Regions from separate parts of the Zea mays genome. Here region 1 is linked to region 2. Evidence: chromatin contacts called from public Hi-C data. All regions are on one chromosome and are shown on one strand. Each heading gives the region's core, a stretch centred on a gene start, on an enhancer-like site or on the middle of the called end of the contact. The rest is flanking DNA. Distances are from core to core; before and after follow the strand shown.

Region 1 (3,081 bases), core at 70-2,569, 220 kb after region 2:
GCTCCTGGTATCTAGCCTAGATATGGCAATGGGTGTCCGTGATTCGATACCCGATGAGTATTTACTCTAAGGGTATGTATATGAGCTAAATATTCTACTCATTGTGCTTTTATTGGGTAAAAAACTTCACCCAATGGTTAACAGGTATTAGAACATTTCGCCCTCACCTATATCCATTAACCCATGGGTATAGAATACACAGTATAAAAGCGTGAACGTGGGATTCGATTATCCATCTATTTTGACTATTTAACAAACTTTTGGATGATACAATCATAGAAGGCTTAACTACTATTTGATGACCATATAATAGAATATATAATGTGTTATGTGGTACAATCATAGAGTTGTTACTTTATCCAATTCTACAGAGTGTTGTTGAATGAATGATTGAATGTTATTATAAATTTTGTAATGATATTTAGATGGATGTACTTGACGTTTATATAATGCATTATTTTAATAATCTTTATGAATATGGGTGACATATATCTACATGAGTATGGATATGTGAGTATAGGTGATCGGACATAATTGTTCTCTTATCGTGGGTATAAATATGGGATAATAATAACCGGTAGTTTTTTAACCATTGCTATCTCTTATCTAGCCATTGCGTTTTGGAGGACAACCGACAAGTGACGAGTCCAGGACACGGTTAGAGATGGCAACGGGGATTTCCCCGTCGGGGAATTGCTTCCCATCCCCACCGGGAGAAAAATTCCCCGTCCCCGTCCCCGCGAACGTTCACGGGGGAGTTTTTTCTCCCATCTCCGTCCCCGTCGGGGAATTTATCCCCGTGGGAAACCCCGCGGGGAATCTGTCCCCGCTAGAAATACAATATTTAAAGATAAATTTAAATTGATTGTATCAAATTAATACGAATTTAACAAACAAGATTGAAAATTACAAGAGACATCTACTTTAGAGTTTAGTTTGCTATTTTATAACATGTGATGCACTGAGTTTTTACTATAATTTTAACAAATAAATTGACTAATATGGAATAAAAAAGTTTCGTGGGGCGGGTACACGGGGAACGGGGAACGGGGATAGTCCTCCATCCCATCCCCGCGAATCCGACGGGGACTAAAATTTCCCCATTTAGACCCCGTGGAACTAAATTAGTTCTATATTCGGGAATTCCCCGCGCGGAATCAGAGATCGGGTCCCGTTAACATATCTAGACACTGTGCTGCCAACGTAGGACAGAACCGCCAAAAGTATCCCGCCACGTCACCCCTCCCACAGCAAACTGTGAGCCCGCCTCGCAATCTCCGCCAACGCACACGGCACAACAAAACCAAAAAGTTCTCACACGCTGACGCCACCGCACCGCATCTCCCTCCCATTCCACTCCAGTCCACCACCGCTCCCATTCCCCAGCCGCCGTCGCCATGGCCAGCGCCGCCCACTCCCTTCTGCACACACCGGAGGCCCACAGGGCCGCCACCCGCTCGCCCTTCTCTCCTCCCGCGCCCACTCCCTTCCTCCATCTCCGCCCTCACCGCCTCCCCCTCCGCCTCCGCTCCACCTCCCCGACCGCCTCCGACCTCACCGCCTTCCCCCCGAACCCGAACGGGATCTTTGCGTCCGACCGGCCCATCGACGTGGACGCCGCCACGGAGGCCGAGCTGCGGGAGAACGGGTTCCGGAGCACGCGCCGCACCAAGCTCGTCTGCACCGTGGGCCCCGCCACCTCGCGCCCGGACCAGCTCGAGGCGCTCGCCGTCGGCGGGATGAACGTGGCCCGGCTCAACATGTGCCACGGCGACAGGGAGTGGCATAGGGCCGCCATCCGCGCCGTCAGGAGCCTCAACGAGGAGAAGGGCTTCGCCGTCGCCGTCATGATGGACACCGAGGGCAGCGAGATCCACATGGGGGACCTCGGCGGCGCATCCTCGGTCAAGGCGGAGGTGAGCTGCTCTCTTCAATTCTTCATCATCGGTCTGTGTTGGGCTTGCCGATGCAGTTTTTATTTTTCCAGACCAGAGTGAACGCGCCTCACCGTAGAAGTCTTCAACGTATTCCGTGGAACAGTTTCGAAGGAAACTGTGCAATGTGGATGAGGGAGAAAGGAGAGAGGGTCAAGGGTGTTCGCCCGTTAGTCAATTTCTTCGCTGTAGTAATTCATAATACTTGCACCAAACCTAGCAATCCCAAATTCAACCATTATAGAAGGGAAAAGAATGCACATCTTTTATGAAACATTCAATACTGAAACCGGCAGAATATTTCAGGGCTTCCAAAAGTAACTGAAACAAAACGCCATAGTAAAAGGCACCATGTATTATCTTTCTTTGCATTTCAATTTTCAGCTGGGCGCCAAGATTTTGTTAAAAGTGACAGACAGTGAGGTTCTCGAAAATATCAGTTTTCTATATCATAGGCTAACGCCTAAGCCTCGACCCTCATGTAGGTTCTTGTACGTAGCTAATGTTGATGTCCGCAACTCCGCATAGAAATGTTACTGGATGGTTGCATCTGGTGATAGTTATGTTTTACATAATACATTCTATCAATATTCAAAGAAACTAAACTGCTTCTATAGTTGTCAGCTGATATAAGTGATTGGGTCACTGCCCATAGAGTTAAAAGTTTGACTTTGTGCTTGTGCAAAATTCCTTGTTTTCTTCAGCTACATTATTTGCCTAATGGTTACCATTTTCTTTGTATCGAAATGTTCATGAAGTAACTATCAAATCCTGTCACATTATTGGATCCCACAGGATGGAGAAGTATGGACGTTCAGTGTTAGATCATTTGAATTGCCTCTCCCAGAACGAACTATTAATGTGAACTATGATGGATTTGCTGAAGGTATTGGCCTATTTGTTAATATTGTTTGTAGTTACTGTTCTTTAGCGTAACGTTGCATCTAAATCCTACACAGATGTGAGAGTTGGTGATGAGCTCCTTGTGGATGGTGGAATGGCTCGGTTTGAGGTGATTGAGAAGATAGGACCAGATGTTAAGTGCCGTTGCACAGATCCTGGTTTATTGTTGCCACGTGCCAATCTTACATTCTGGCGTGACGGCAGTATCGTCCGTGAGAGGAATGCTATGCTTCCTACAATTTCA
Region 2 (3,112 bases), core at 385-2,884:
CCGTTGGTGGAGGCTGCTGGCGATGGGAGCACCGGACAGTCCGGTGCGCCACCGGATAGCCACTGTGCACTGTCCGGTGCGCGCCACGTTAGCGCAACCGTTAGGGTTCGGAGCTGGTCGACCGTTGGAGCCTTTGTCGTCTGTCGCACCGGACAGACCAGTGCCCTCTGACTTTGCTGCTCTGACTTCTGACGTGGTACTGTTGCTCACTGTAGCTTTTGCAGAGTCGACCGTTGGCGCAAGGAGCCGTTGCTCCGCTGGCTCACCGGACAGTCCGGTGGCACACCAGACAGTCCGGTGAATTATAGCGGAGCGCGCCCTAGAATTCCCGAGAGTGGCTGGTTCGCAGTTGTACGGTCCTGGTGCACCGGACACTGTCTAGTGGCACACCGGACAGTCCGGTGCGCCATCGTTCAGCACACTCAAGGTTTTGCTCCAAATTTTGATTGATTCCCTAACTTGATTTCTTTATTGGTTTATGTTGAACCTTATGCATCTGTAATACATGAATTCTAGACAAACTTGTTAGTCCATGTGTTTGTGTTGGTCGTCAACCACCAAAATTAATAATAGGAAATGATTAACCCTATTTCTCTTTCAAGAAGCCTTAACCATTACACTAGATGCCTTTTCGCAATGTGAGGAAAATATAGAGGAAGAAAAACAATAATGTTCTTAGACTATCTCCAGTAGGGTGTGTAAAATAGAAAATGCGGAACTGTTTATGATATTGTTTGACACTGTTGCAGAGAGAAGTTTGAAATAGGGAATGAGATAGGGGATCTACTAAAGATAGTCTTAGGCTCTCTCCAACATTCCCCTATCAAATCACTCATTCATATTTAAATAAATCTCCCTATTTCTCTTCTCCAAACATTTCCCCTTTTACTCCACCTTATACCAACTATAGTACATAAAATACATATTTTAACTCTACTTAAAAATTTCTAAGAATTTAGACTACCTGCATCGCATCACTCTCCCCTTAAATTGTAGCGCGTGTACGTTCTAGCAGCCGAAGCGCTGCACACTGTAGTGCTACAGTAAAGGGAGTACATTAAGCGTGATGGAGCAAGGCCCCTTCTCTTGATTTATGTGTGTGTCCGTATTTAGCAATCAAATAAAAAGGTAATAAATGATGAATATGTATAGAAAATAATATTTTATGAAATTAGTGGGTTATATAGGAGAATATAGAGAGAATCGGTGTGGAAGATAAAAAAAAATAGGAGATGAAATGTTGGTGATATGACAAAAAAAAAATGATACACGGTAAAAATTTAGGTGGAAGGCGTGGGGATAGTTTCATAGGTCGTACACCAAACTCGAAGTGAGGGGGAGGTCTAGTTCAACGCCATATAAAGAGGAAAAAGGAAGCTCACGGGAGAAAGGGGAGATGAAGGGGGAAACATACACCGAATAAAGGGAGGGTGACTGTGAACCTTGGAGGTCGCCCCAACAGCGATCTCCAGGCCCAGCCCACCCGATTTTTCTCAAATCCCACCGCTTGTTCCAATCCAACGGACCAGATCGCTCCAACTAACCCCCACACACAAACCCTAGTCAGCTCCACCTATATAGCCTCTTCCCCTTTCGCCGCGCCTCCATTCGCACCACCGCCGCGCCGCCCAAACCCTAGCCGCCGCCGCCGCCGCCGCCGCCATGGTCGCCGTCAACCGCCCCCTCGTCTCCGTGAAGGCCCTAGAGGGCGACATGGTAACCGACGCCCCCGGCATCGCCTTACCGCCCGTCTTCGGGGCGCCGATCCGCCCCGACGTGGTCAGGTTCACCCACAAGCTGCTGTCCTGCAACAAGCGCCAGCCCTACGCAGTCTCCCGCCGCGCCGGCCACCAGACGTCGGCCGAGTCCTGGGGTACCGGCCGCGCCGTGTCTCGTATCCCCCGCGTCCCCGGCGGCGGCACCCACCGCGCCGGCCAGGGAGCGTTCGGCAACATGTGCCGCGGCGGGCGCATGTTCGCGCCCACCAAGATCTGGCGCAAGTGGCACCGCCGCGTCAACATCAACCTCCGCCGCGTCGCCGTCGCCTCCGCGCTCGCCGCCACCGCCGTCCCGGCCCTCGTCCAGGCGCGCGGCCACCGCATCGAGTCTGTCCCCGAGATGCCCCTTGTCATTTCCGACTCCGCGGAGTCCATTGAGAAGACCTCCCAGGCGCTCAAGATCCTCAAGCAGATCGGCGCCCACGCCGACGCCGAGAAGGCCAAGGACTCCGTCGGCATCCGCCCCGGCAAGGGTAAGATGCGCAACCGTCGCTACATCAACCGCAAGGGCCCGCTCATCGTCTACGGCACCGAGGGCTCCAAGGTCGTCAAGGCCTTCCGCAACCTTCCCGGTGTGGATGTTGCCAACGTCGAGCGCCTCAACCTACTAGACCTTGCCCCCGGTGGCCACCTTGGGCGCTTTGTGATCTGGACCCAGAGCGCGTTCAATAAGCTCGAGGAGGTGTATGGGAGCTATGACGCCCCGTCGCAGAAGAAGAAGGGCTTCGTGCTGCCGAGGCCTAAGATGTCCAACGCTGACCTGGGCAGGATCATCAACTCTGACGAGGTGCAGTCTGTGGTGAAGCCACTCAACAAGGAAGTGAAGCGCAGGGAGAAGAGGAAGAACCCACTCAAGAACATGGCTGCTGTGCTCAAACTCAACCCCTACCTCGGCACTGCCCGGAAGATGGCCACCCTTGCTGAGGCTGCTCGTGTGAAGGCCAGGAAGGCGAAGCTCGACTCCAAGAGGACCAAGCTTACCCCGGTATGACCATTTCCTGATCAATTTCAATTCTGTCGCGAGTACTGGATATGGTTACTTAGATAGGATCTGTTTAGTTCTGTAGTTTTGTGATATTTATTACATTTCCTGACTAGTTCCAAAGCGCACCGCACATGGATTAGTCCATCTGATATGATCTTGCAGTAGTGGTTCAAGAGGTGATCTAGTTTGCATTAGTTTGATGTGTACCTATAATTACTCTTTATTTTGCGTTGCACAATTGATTTATAATTTACTAGCTTAGTGTTTTTGTTGTCCTTGTCAAAGTTTTGTTAGACATACTATGTCCCTCTAGTTGGCTGGAGAAATGCTAGTAATATGATTGTCGATA

The links. A called contact is a pair of places that touch in the nucleus more often than the background predicts.
Region 1: a Hi-C map of leaf shows a contact between it and region 2, with 9 times the contacts expected there. The contact joins the promoter of LOC100193244 here to the promoter of LOC100382075 in region 2. A contact is called at or near these places in 2 of 25 Hi-C or Micro-C datasets (ear and leaf) and 1 of 3 datasets of contacts at active chromatin or transcription factors (seedling).

Annotation. Positions count from the first base shown.
Region 1 is chr7:10,670,148-10,673,228 of Zm-B73-REFERENCE-NAM-5.0, forward strand. It overlaps LOC100193244, which reads left to right and starts at 1,320. Exons shown (of 6, transcript NM_001138394.1): 1 at 1,320-1,916; 2 at 2,730-2,820; 3 at 2,894-3,081. The coding sequence starts at 1,398.
Region 2 is chr7:10,448,693-10,451,804 of Zm-B73-REFERENCE-NAM-5.0, forward strand. LOC100382075 (60S ribosomal protein L4-like) reads left to right here and starts at 1,635. Exons shown (of 2, transcript NM_001174838.1): 1 at 1,635-2,763. The coding sequence starts at 1,663.